Regions from separate parts of the Sus scrofa genome. Here regions 2 and 3 are each linked to region 1. Evidence: chromatin contacts called from public Hi-C and HiChIP or PLAC-seq data. All regions are on one chromosome and are shown on one strand. Each heading gives the region's core, a stretch centred on a gene start, on an enhancer-like site or on the middle of the called end of the contact. The rest is flanking DNA. Distances are from core to core; before and after follow the strand shown.

What was found. A called contact is a pair of places that touch in the nucleus more often than the background predicts. HiChIP or PLAC-seq counts read pairs in DNA pulled down with a chosen protein or histone mark.
Region 2: an H3K27ac HiChIP or PLAC-seq map of alveolar macrophages shows a contact between it and region 1. The contact joins the promoter of YEATS4 here to the promoter of CCT2 in region 1. A contact is called at or near these places in 5 of 5 promoter capture datasets (fetal liver, fetal skeletal muscle, liver and 1 more), 12 of 47 Hi-C or Micro-C datasets (blood, embryonic fibroblasts, fetal skeletal muscle and 7 more) and 2 of 2 datasets of contacts at active chromatin or transcription factors (alveolar macrophages and skeletal muscle).
Region 3: a Hi-C map of liver shows a contact between it and region 1, with 4 times the contacts expected there. The contact joins the promoter of FRS2 here to the promoter of CCT2 in region 1. A contact is called at or near these places in 2 of 5 promoter capture datasets (fetal liver and liver), 10 of 47 Hi-C or Micro-C datasets (alveolar macrophages, brain, embryonic fibroblasts and 5 more) and 2 of 2 datasets of contacts at active chromatin or transcription factors (alveolar macrophages and skeletal muscle).

What each region holds. Positions count from the first base shown.
Region 1 is chr5:33,856,533-33,860,305 of Sscrofa11.1, reverse strand. CCT2 (chaperonin containing TCP1 subunit 2) reads right to left here and starts at 1,769. Exons shown (of 17, transcript NM_001170520.2): 1 at 1,665-1,769; 2 at 878-952; 3 at 681-746. The coding sequence starts at 1,667.
Region 2 is chr5:33,625,159-33,628,931 of Sscrofa11.1, reverse strand. YEATS4 (YEATS domain-containing protein 4) reads right to left here and starts at 2,116. Exons shown (of 7, transcript XM_021091975.1): 1 at 1,840-2,116. The coding sequence starts at 1,890.
Region 3 is chr5:33,723,816-33,727,588 of Sscrofa11.1, reverse strand. FRS2 (fibroblast growth factor receptor substrate 2) reads right to left here and starts at 2,133. Exons shown (of 10, transcript NM_001243209.1): 1 at 1,986-2,133.

The DNA.
Region 1 (3,773 bases), core at 520-3,019:
TGTCCTCATTCAGCGGGTTAAGGATCCGGCAGTGCCGTGAGCTGTGGTATAGGTCGCAGATGAGGCTCGGATCCCATGTTGCTGTGGCTGTGGGGTAGGCTGGCAGTTACAGCTCTGATTTGACCCCTAGCCTGGGAACCTACATATGCTGTGGGTTCAGCCCTTAAAAACAAAAGAAGAGAGAGCTATGAACAAGGCTGTTTCTACAATGTAATAGCGAAGGCAACAGATGCAAACTATTTCTCACAACAAAGTAATAAATACAAACCATAAAATAAGCAACATGCAGAATACTATTTGGCAAAGAGGACGGGTACATTTACACCGAAAGGAATTTAAAAAAACCAAGTTACAGAAAAAGTACATACAAATATTATCTGTGAAGAGATAAAACAACGTTCTGTTACAATGACAATACATAAAAAACACCTAACACATAAGATACCCTTACCTCTACATAAGAACAAAGGCATTGATTATGTTTATGTCCAAAAGGACTGGGGAGGGGAGTGGCATTTGAGATGAAAGAGGACTTTAGTCACTGATTTTTAATAAGGAAAATACACACAAGTCTTTAAGTATAATCAACAATTAAATATTTAAAAGCGTCTTCAAAAAGCATGCTATTACATTTCTACAAAAAGTTCTAAAACAGTATTAAAAATCCCTATTTTTCTTACCATGCCCTTGGGTCCCAACGTGCTCTTTACCAAGTCTCCAATAGCGATGGCACCAATAAAAGAGGACTGGAGTAAAGATTAAAGAGATGATGAAAATCAACTTAAGAGTCTTAAATTGTGAAAAAACAAACAAAAAAACAAAAAACGAACATCCCCCTCCACTATTGTATCTTTTAAAGAATAAGAACGAGGCTTACCAGACGAGCTGTCTCTGCTCTCTCTTCATCAGCCCCAGCCTTGAAGATATTAACAGGTGCCAGGGAAAGGGACGCCTAAAAGGGACAAACAAGAATCAGTCTAAGTACCAGTACTCCTTAACACATATACTTGGATACCTTCCACTAGACTTACCAGTTGCTATCTAAGAGAAAATCAGTTTGCAGAATAGCGTCCTTTTTTAAACAAATGAAGCTCTTCATCACCGGGGCGGTATTTAAAGCGGAGGGAGGGACTAAAGTGACACTGCTGTTTAGAACCACAAATGCTCCAAAAATAAAAATTCTACGTCAGAGAGATTATCGGTGTACAGCAAGTTCAAAGATGATTTTAAAAATGAGGTGGCCGGGGTTGTAGCCCACTCGCGCGACGACCGCCAGGCGGACGAGGGAACACAGCGGCCCCGCTTCCAGCTTCGCCCTCCGGCCGCTCCAGGCTCCGCCCCGAGGGGGAGGGCGGGGTCCGCCTCGCCGACCCGCCCGGTGCACTAGAAATTTCTCTGCTTGGGGTGAAACGCGGCCCTTGAGGTTTGAGACTGCGGAGAGGCCGACTCCGAATAAGACGCTGGCCTTAAGGCCCACTCCTCCCTCGGGCCCGCACCGGGGGCCTCACACGCCGGCCCGGCGCAGGCCACACGCCGCGGCCTGCGCCATGTGCTGCGGCCCCGGGGGACAGACTCAGGGAGCCCGCGTCGTTGGGAACACAGAGATGGGCAGAGGGCGGCGCGGCACTGGGGGCCTTGGGCAGGGACTGCGGGACCAGACTCACCATGGTTCCGAGGAGTTCGGTACACACGCGCACCCCTCACAGCTCGCGATCCGGTCCAGAGGGAAAAGAGGCCGGAAGTGACGCCACACGCTCTCCCGCAGGGGGCGGAGCCCGGGCCGGCGCGCGGCTCCTTATGGGCGCCGCCCTGGGGGGAAGGGAAGGGGCAGCATTTCGAAGGGAGCCCCGCGGGTCGGAAACGCTGCCAGTCAAGCTCGAGGGGCGGGGCCTTGGCTGCCCTCTGCCCCTTGCGGAGCCACCTGCTCAGGACTAGGAAAGGAGGGTGTGACGTTTTGCTTGGGAACTAGCGGTTTGGAAGCAGAACGCCCCAAGATGGAAGAGACGCCTCGCCGCCCTTGGGGGTTGCCATAGCAACGGAGATTTCTCTTGCAAGTTTTAATTTTTTTTTTCTTTTTAGGGCTGCGCTGAGGCAAATGGAAGTTCCCAGGCTAGGGGTCTAATCGGAGCTATAGCTGCCGGCCTACACCGCAGCCACAGCAACGTGGGATCTGAGTGGAGTCTGCGGCCTACACCACAACTCACGGCAAAACTGGATCCTTAACCTACTGAGTGAGGCAGGAGATCGAACCTGCGTCCTCATGGATACTAGTCGGATTCTTTACCGCTGAGCCACCATGGGAACGCGGAGGGTTTTTTTCTTAAATTTAACCTTAAAAAATTTTTGCCTTGAGGTGCTACATATACACAATTTAAAGTGTTATAATATTTTACTGCTAGTTTAATTTTGAGCATTATTTTTTTTTAATTATTTTTTTTTTTTCCTGCTATTTCTTGGGCCGCTCCCACGGCATATGGAGATTCCCAGGCTAGGGGTCCAATCGGAGCCGCAGCCACCGGCCTACACCAGAGCCACAGCAACGAGGGATCCGAGCCGCGTCTGCAACCTACACCACAGCTCACGGCAACGCCGGATCGTTAACCCACCGAGCAAGGGCAGGGACCGAACCCGCAACCTCATGGTTCCTAGTCAGATTTGTTAACCACTGCGCCACGACGGGAACTCCAATTTTGAGCATTATTAATACAGAGGAACACAGATTTCTGTTTTGTTTGCTTCTGTTTTTTGTCTTTTTAGGGCCTCACTGGAGATATATGGAAGTTTCCAGGTCAGGGATTGAATCACAACTGTAGCCACCGGCCTACACAGCAGCCACAGCAATGCCAGATCCTTAACCCACTGAGTGAGGCCAGGGATGGAACCCGCATCCTCATGGATACTAGTCAGGTTCATTACCACTGACCCCCAACAGGAACTCCAAGAATTGCATTTCTTTTATTGAATTTTAGAACACTTTTTAATTGGACTGACCAGGACAAGGTCTTGTGAGCTCTGACAGAGACATTTACTTTGTCTTTGCCCTGCTTGCTCATTTTTAGGAGGGCTCACCACCACCAGCACCATCACTCACAGTTGTAGGGATGACCAACATCCTCTTAAGCTGTGGTAGAGAGCAAGATCAATCGTAAATATTTCTGTTTATTAAGAAGTTTTCTATTTTCCTTACGTTGACCCTCTAGGATGTTCAAAGTAGAATATTTGTGCTTAAAAAAAAAATCTATTTAGGAGTTCCCTCCGTGGCTCAGTAGTTAACAGACCCGACTAGGATCCGTGAGGATGTGGGTTCGATCCCAGGCCTCACTCAGTGGGTTAACGATCTGTCATTGCTGTGAGCTTTGGTGTAGGCCAGCAGCTGTAGCTCCGATTTGACCCCTCGCTTGGGAACTTCCATATGCCAAGGGTGCCACCCTAAAAAGCCAAAAAAAAAAAAAAAAAAAAAACTATTCACCTAGGGAGCACTTGGATTTTGGCAATTATTAACATTAATAGATTTTTCAATTATTGTTTCTACCCTTCAGATAAAATTCTAAAAAGGTTAATTTACTCCAGGGGTTGAAAAACCATGGGGAGCCAAATCCAACTCACCACCTGATTTTGTATGGCCAGAGAGTTAAAAATGATTTTCAGGAGTTCCCGTCGTGGCTCAGTGGTTAACGAATCTGACTAGGAACCATGGGGTTGCGGGTTCGATCCCTGGCCTTGCTCAGTGGGTTGATGATCTGGCGTTGTCGTGACCTGTGGTGTAGGTTGCG
Region 2 (3,773 bases), core at 867-3,366, 230 kb after region 1:
TGGCATCTCTTTCCTCTTCCATTAAATTTCAGTAGCTTTTGCAACTTCCAAAGTACTCCCACTTTACAAGAAGTATTAAAACACTGTGTATGATAATTGCATACACAGCATAACACTATGTGAAAACAATATGATACAGAGAAAGGCTTAAAACAAAACAAAACAAAAACCTAGGCTCAGTGAGTTAAGAATGTAGCTCAGCAGGTTAAGAATCCCACTAATATCCATGAGGATGTGGGTTCAATCCCTGGCCTTTCTCAGTAGCTTAAGCATCCTGCCTTGCTGCAAAGTGCAGTATAGGTGAAAGATGCACCTCGGATCTGTCTGTGGCTGTGTGGCTGTGGCGTAGGCCAGCACCCACAGCTCTGATTCAACCCCTAGCCTGGGAACTTCCATATGCCCTAGGTGCATAGGTGTGCCCCTAAAAAGAAAGAAAGAAAGAAAAACAACAACAACAACAACAAAACCCTAGATCAACTAAATTGGTGCAAAAGTAAGTGATTTCTTTTTAAAGAAAAATTTACTTTCTACAGTAAATAAAAATCAGAACCGGGGAGTTCCTGCTGTGGCCACAGTGGGTTAAGAATTCAACTGCGGAGTTCCCATCTTGGCTCAGTGGTTAACGAATCCGACTAGGAACCATGAGGTTGAGAGTTCGATCCCTGGCCTTGCTCAGTGGGTTAACGATCCGGCGTTGCCCTGAGCTGTGGTGTAGGTCGCAGATGCGGCTCGGATCCCGCGTTGCTGTGGCTCTGGCGTAGGCCGGTGGCTACAGCTCCGATTCGACCCCTAGCCTGGGAACCTCCATATGCCGTGGGAGCGGCCCAAGAAAATGGCAAAAAGACAAAAAAAAAAAAAAAAAAAGAATTCAACTGCTTGGGTAGATTCGGAGGCAAGCGTTCAATCCTCAGCTCCAGGCAGTGGGTTAAAGTCGTTGCCACAGCTTCTGCTGGGATTCCACCCCTGGCCCAGGAACTTCCATAAGTAGGAGTAACACCATTAAAACAAACAAACAAAAACAGAAGGGGTAAAAATATATATATCAGGAACCAGTTCGTCTGTCATAAAAAATTAACGTGCCAAAAGATGTAGGAGAGTGGAAAGGAAATGTGTCCAGTATCAAACATCACCGTAGGCTTTATGATAACTTGAATTAAAAACTAAGACGCTAGCCCGTACTGAATGGTCCCTATGTGCCAGGCAGTGTTATGTTCTCTGCATACCTTGATTAGTATCTCGGCCACACCTCTGGAGCTTTAAGAACACCATGAACTTAGATAAGTGTTCTTAATTTTTCTATTCCCCAATTCTTCGCTTACCGCACTTGTAAATACTGGGGGTAATACTGCCTCTGTAAGGTTGGTGTAGGGGCTGAATCAGAGAATCGGGTAAAGCGTTTCTCCACCGTGCTTACTTAGCAAAGCAAGTGCGTATGAAATATTTGTTATAGTTATTATCCTCAAAATAGGTGGTACCCACCCCCACACCCCTCCCACCCCGCCCTATACAGCTGACCCAGGCTGTCAGTGAAGGAGCAGCAATCCAGGGCCTCCTACCCCGGGCTTGTTTCCCGGCAACAGTGTCCAGCTCTCCCGCCTGACCACTGACTAAGTTTGTTTCTTGGCGGGGACGGGAGGGTGGCGGTGACGCGTTCAGCTGGGGCCCAATGAAACCACGGTTATCCCTCGGGGGCCTGGACTCGCCGTCCGCCCGGAAACCGTGGTTCCCGCCCGAGGCGAGAAGGCGCGAGAGGGAACAAGCGGGCCCTCCCCCGGTCGCGCTGGGAGGAGCCGGGGCGAGAGAGCCATCCCGGAGGGTAGGCGCGGGCCGCGCACTGACCTTCACTCTCCCGCCGGAGTCAGGCCCAAATTCGGCCATTCTCTTGAACATATTGTCCTACGGAAGAAGCCGCCTCCGCCAGGGAAAGAGACCGGGGCCGGCGGGCTCGCCGCTCCCCTCAGAGGTCCCGCTCCTCCCGCGCGGGCCCGGGAGGAGGGTTTCTGACCGAAGGAGGGCGAGTCACAGGGGCTCGGGGCGCTGAGGATCCGCCAACTCCTCACGGCGGGCGGCGTCCCGGAAGCCCATTCAGCCCGGTGCGGGTGGAGAGCGGAACCGCGTGCGCAGGCGCGAGGAGGTCGTGCACACTGCGCACGCGCCGGGCCGCTGCCCTTTCCCGCGGCGCGCGGGGGTTCTGGTTGTCCGGGTTAGAGGATCCGGGAAATCTCCATGCACTCTGTCGCCGTCCCAGACCACCTAGCTTCGTAAGGACAGAGGAACATTCTTATCGAGGCAGTGCTTTGCCATCGCCAGAACATTAGAGTTCTGAAATTAAATTCATGAAATCTCGCCCACCCACAGTTTTTAGTTGTGTTCGTCCAGTCCTCTCTGCCTTCCGTGCATGAACCATTAATTTCTTTTATTTACTCCATCCTTCCTCTCTTTCCTTTTCTACTCTGTTTAGATTCTCGGATGGCACAAGCCTCTCCACCCTGTACCTTTATGTGGTACTAACTACTTTGCAGGTTAGTGAAGTGCTAAATTATCTCTAATTCAAAGTAGTAGGTGCTGGTCAGATGTTCTTTTTCTTTTATTTTAAACTAGAAGCTATCCTAAACTTTTCCTTAGGCTCCTCAAGCTTCCTACCTTAACACCAACCCTCTCATTCTGATCAGATAACTTTGCATCTTATTTCACAGAGAAAGCGGAACGCGATGACACCAGACCTAAACACAAGCTTTGATTTGTCCAATATCCACCCTCCCTTCCTTTCTTTTCTGTTCAAGGGGCAGTTTTCTTCCAGTTTGAAATCACTCCTTCGTCTCTAATCTCCATCTCATTCTCTTTCCCTTTCTCAAGGATTTTGCCTTATTAACTATCTCCACTCCACCCTGTATCTTAAGTCTTTTTTCTTTGGCTTTTTTTCTTAAGAAGTGTTAAACAAACTTAAATCTTTCCTACCAAAACCCAACCAAACACATCTTTAATCCTGCATGGCTCTATCTCTGAATTATCTTTTAAAGTCGATTTTGAACAGGCTGTCAACATTTCCATTGTTTCCACATGCTTTTTTTTTTTTTCCCCCAAAGGTGGTTGAAATCAGTGAGGTCTTATTAAAGCACGCTGTCAAACAACATCCTTCACAACATAATACAGGATTTTTTGTCTTCTATTCCCTCTCCTGAACTTCACCTTTCTCAAATCATGGCTTTCAGAATGTGATCTCTGAAACCCAAATTTGCTCTTTAAAATGATCTCTCCATCTTTCCTATTTCTGTTTTCCTCCTGTTTCTCAAGGAAATTTTAATTCTTTGCTTAAAAATTTTAAAAAGGAAATAAAAAAATTTTTACCCTAAGTATTTTTTAAGGCAGAATAACATTTAATAAAATAAAATTAATCAAATATGTAAAACACATTGATAACTTTTGGGGAAAGTTAATGGATTGAATACATATCTTTTACCTTTTCCCAAAACTCCTTTAAAATAAGTCAAGAGATTTTCCAAAAGGCATAATCCTCTAAGGATGGGGAGAATGGGAGAAACAATATCTTGAAATCTGGAATACAAAAGGCAAGTGGTATCTGGAGGGCAGCTTGGAGAGCTGAGCAGTCAGAGGTAATAAGCTACCCGTTCACACTGCAGAAACCCCCTAAAAGCCTCAAGAATTTGTGGTTGTAGGGATCTCTGAAAGTAAGGGGAGGGAAGAGGAGAAGAGGAACTAGCAAGAAAGCAAAAAACAAATCAACAACAGCAACGAAAAACTGGGACTCTGTT
Region 3 (3,773 bases), core at 884-3,383, 130 kb after region 1:
AATATTTAACATGCTCATTATGATTTCTGACACACTTTGGAAAACTATTGCCACGAAGCTTGGTTGTTGTGGCTATATCTTTACTTACTCTTACACGGCTGTCTAACATAGCTTGATGCCTAGCATAGCAATATCTGTTGAACTGACTTGAATAATATAATTTACAATGTAAATGTTCAATATCTACTGAATTGATGTGAACATAATTAAATTTACAACACCTGAAAGTATCTGATTTTCCCTACCTCTTTCTGTTCTTAAAAATCTTGAACTATTTCTCCTTGAAATACATTAACTATCATACCTTCATTCAGGACGGATCCATAACCGTATCTAACTTAACTCCTTTTCCAGATTCTCTCAATTCCAATATTTCAACCCTATGCTCTAAAAGAACTAGAGAATTTCAAGTAGCTAAGAATCTATGGTTTCTATCTAAATCTAAAAGTTGGACAACTAACTTTTTTGTCTACAATTTTTTCCAGGAACTTTAAAAATCATCCACCCTTTGCCTGTTAAATATCAACAAGCCTAAAATAAATTTTCTTTTGCATAAGAGAGCTCACTGAACTTGTCACTTCAGTCTATTTTCCCTAATTCATGATATTGCCTCCCCTTTCACTGGTGGGAGGAAAGAGAAGCAGATAAGAACCCCCAAAAACTACAGTATAAGCCCTAATATAAGCACCAGACAAGAAGTACATGAAAGTGTCACAGGTTTCACAAACGTGCTGTGTAGATACTTTATAAAAACAATGGTCATCCGCTGATAGTCAAAATCTGCAGTAACTGCTTTCTCTTACGATCATAATTTCAAAATCACGATTAAATTGAGTAAATCCTATTTCCTACCAACCTTTCAGGAGTAGCTTATTACCTAAAATCTGTTCACCAAAAAAAAAACTACCTACATCACTTGCTCCTCTAGGAAATGCTCAATTACTCCAAAGTAAACACCTCATAATATAAATTAAAAAAACATAAAACAAAACACCTCTACCCACTTGTGTGAACCTCTGCATTGCAGCAACAGCTGTAACAGTATAAGGAACCTCCTAGGAGTTATAGAGAACAATTTTTCTTTAAAAGTTAAGGAAAATGACAGTCCCAAATATGAAGGTATATAAACGTCGGGAAAGAGGAGGTATAATTCTCCAACCCTCTGCAGTCAATTTGTGCAACAACCACAGACTGAACTCATCATACAACTGTGACTTCAGATAGCCACAGAAATTAGGAGTACAGATTAGAGAATAGCATCATTTCTTACTGCCGAGAAAAAGAGGGAATTTACCTGAACTGCTTTTCTTCAAGCAAGCTGTTTTTTTTAAGAAGTCACTTCAACAACGGCTTGAGTAAGCTTTCAAGCGAGTAAAGATCATGGGAGGCGCGCTGCTCCCACAGTGACCTACGTATCCAAAACCGGTCCCAATCGATCCTGGGCAACCCCTAAGCGGGTCTGGTTGGAAAGCCTTGCAAAAGATCCCCGACATCTACACACGCATCGCCCAACCCTGGGTCGGAGGAGACAACACCCCTGGAACCCGAGCTAACTACCGAGCCCGAGGACAGATCCAGAGACAGCAAAAGTCGAGAACTACAGCCCAAGACTGAGTCTGAGGTCTAGATTCCCAGGCTCGGGTCGGAGAGAGAAAACCAAATCCGAGAGGCAGCGCGAGTACTTGGGGGAGCTTAAGTGAGGGGTCGGATGGACGGAGGCCCAGCCCATCCTTACTCTAGAGTCCCAACAGCAACAACAGCTCCAGGAACCCCCACCCCGGCTCCGCCCCGCCCACCCCACGGCCCAGCCACCCGCTTCTTCCCGCCCCGCAGGCTCGGCAAAGACCGCGGCGGTCGACAACCCCCTTCCTCGAACCCCGACAGCCCAGCCTGCAGCCCGGAGTCCCAAGCGGGCAGCGGGGGCCCGAGAGCGCCAGCCCCGACGCGGCCCGCGGCCGTCGCAGTCAGCTCCGCCGGCCACTCACCGTCCGCCTGGGCGCTGGGAGCGGGCAGGGCACGGGTCGGCAGGCGCGGACCCCCGGGCTCCCACCTAGGCAGGAGCCCCTCTTCCGAGCCGATCGAGCCTCAGCGGCAGTACCTACAAGGCCTCTCTCCGGCTCGAACTATGGAAAAGCACTTCCGGGGGAGCGGGGAGGGAAGGGTTTTGGCACCGGAACTGCTCACAGGCTGGAGCTGCCGGCGCCTCCCGGGCGGGGCGGGGTGGGGCGGGGCAGAGCCCCTCCCGCCGGCGCCGGCAAATCCGACGCTAACCCTTTCTGCGCCGCGGCCCCTCGATTCTCCAGACTCCCGCTGCCTCCTTCGACGTGTTCCACTCCAGGCACCTGCTTTTGCAGAAGAGGAAACCGAGGCTCGGAGAACTTAGATGCAACGGTCCAGCGCCTACAACCCGCCTCCTGGATCTCTCCAGTATTCTTACCACTCTAATCTGCCTCCTTTAAAAATAATAAGTTAACATATATTGACCGCATACTGCGTGATAGTCGCTGTATAAAGCGCTTTACTCAGTTTAATCATTCCCAAGCCCCTTGAGGTCGGTGCTGTTAGCTACATCTTGCAGAGGAGGAGACCAGTACCAATACAAAAACGGTGGCTCTTTATTTTAACTTGTGTGTATAAATCTCACCTACCCCAACACAAGTTTTAAATTCTTGGGGAGTTCCCGTCGTGGCGCAGTGGTTAACGAATCCGACGAGGAACCATGAGGTTGCGGGTTCGGTCCCCGCCCTTGCTCAATGGGTTAACGATCCAGCGTTGCCGTGAGCTGTGGTGATCCAGCGTTGCCGTGAGCTGTGGTGTAGGTTGCAGACGCGGCTCGGATCCCGCGTTGCTGTGGCTCTGGCGTAGGCCGGTGGCTACAGCTCCGATTCAACCCCTGGCCTGGGAACCTCCATATGCCGCGGGAGCGGCCCAAGAAATAGCAACAACAGCAACAACAACAAAAAGCCAAAAAAAAAAAAAAAAAAAAAAAGAATTATAAATTCTTTAAGGGCAGGAACTAAATTATATTCCTATATTCCATCATCACTTGGAATTTCAATAGAGGTCAAGAGCTTGGGGACTCTGGACTCTTACTGCATGGATCTTGTCGTTTATTTTTATTTTTCCACCCTGGGCGAGTTGCTTGACCTCTCTCAGCTTGTTTCTTTATTTGTAATACAGTTGATGTATTTGATGTGTGTGTATGCATATATATATATATAATCATCTCTGGATTTTTGTAGGAATTCAAAATGAAAATGCTTGATAAGCTGTGGTGTACTAGTATCCACGTAGGACTGGGTAAAAATCAACAATTTTCTTCCCTCATCACTAATAAGAACAATTTTTCCTCTAGTAGAGTCACTTTAGCAGAGGGTAATTTTGAAAACTATGGGTTAGCAACAGGCGATAGAAAAGGTTAGTTAAGGAAATAAAGAGTAGAGGTTTTGGCAAAGGGAAAAATGAAGGTAGGTGAGCCAAAGAATGTCCTTGGGGCCAGCCTGGATACTTGTGACGCTATGAGCTGAGACAGTTTGAGGACCTAGAGTCAGATGCCAGGCAGGGAAGAAGGGGAAAAAAAAAAGGGATACTTTAACCACAAAATCAGGAAGGCACCGAATATCTGAGGCAGTTTCTGTATCTGAGACCAGATAGGCGGGTGGGGTGGAGGAAGAGCCTCTTAGCATGAACACTATCTGCAAAACAAATTTACAAGCATCTCTTCAAACTGTAGAGGAGGAGAAGTCTTTTTTTTTTTTTTTTTCCTATTAAGA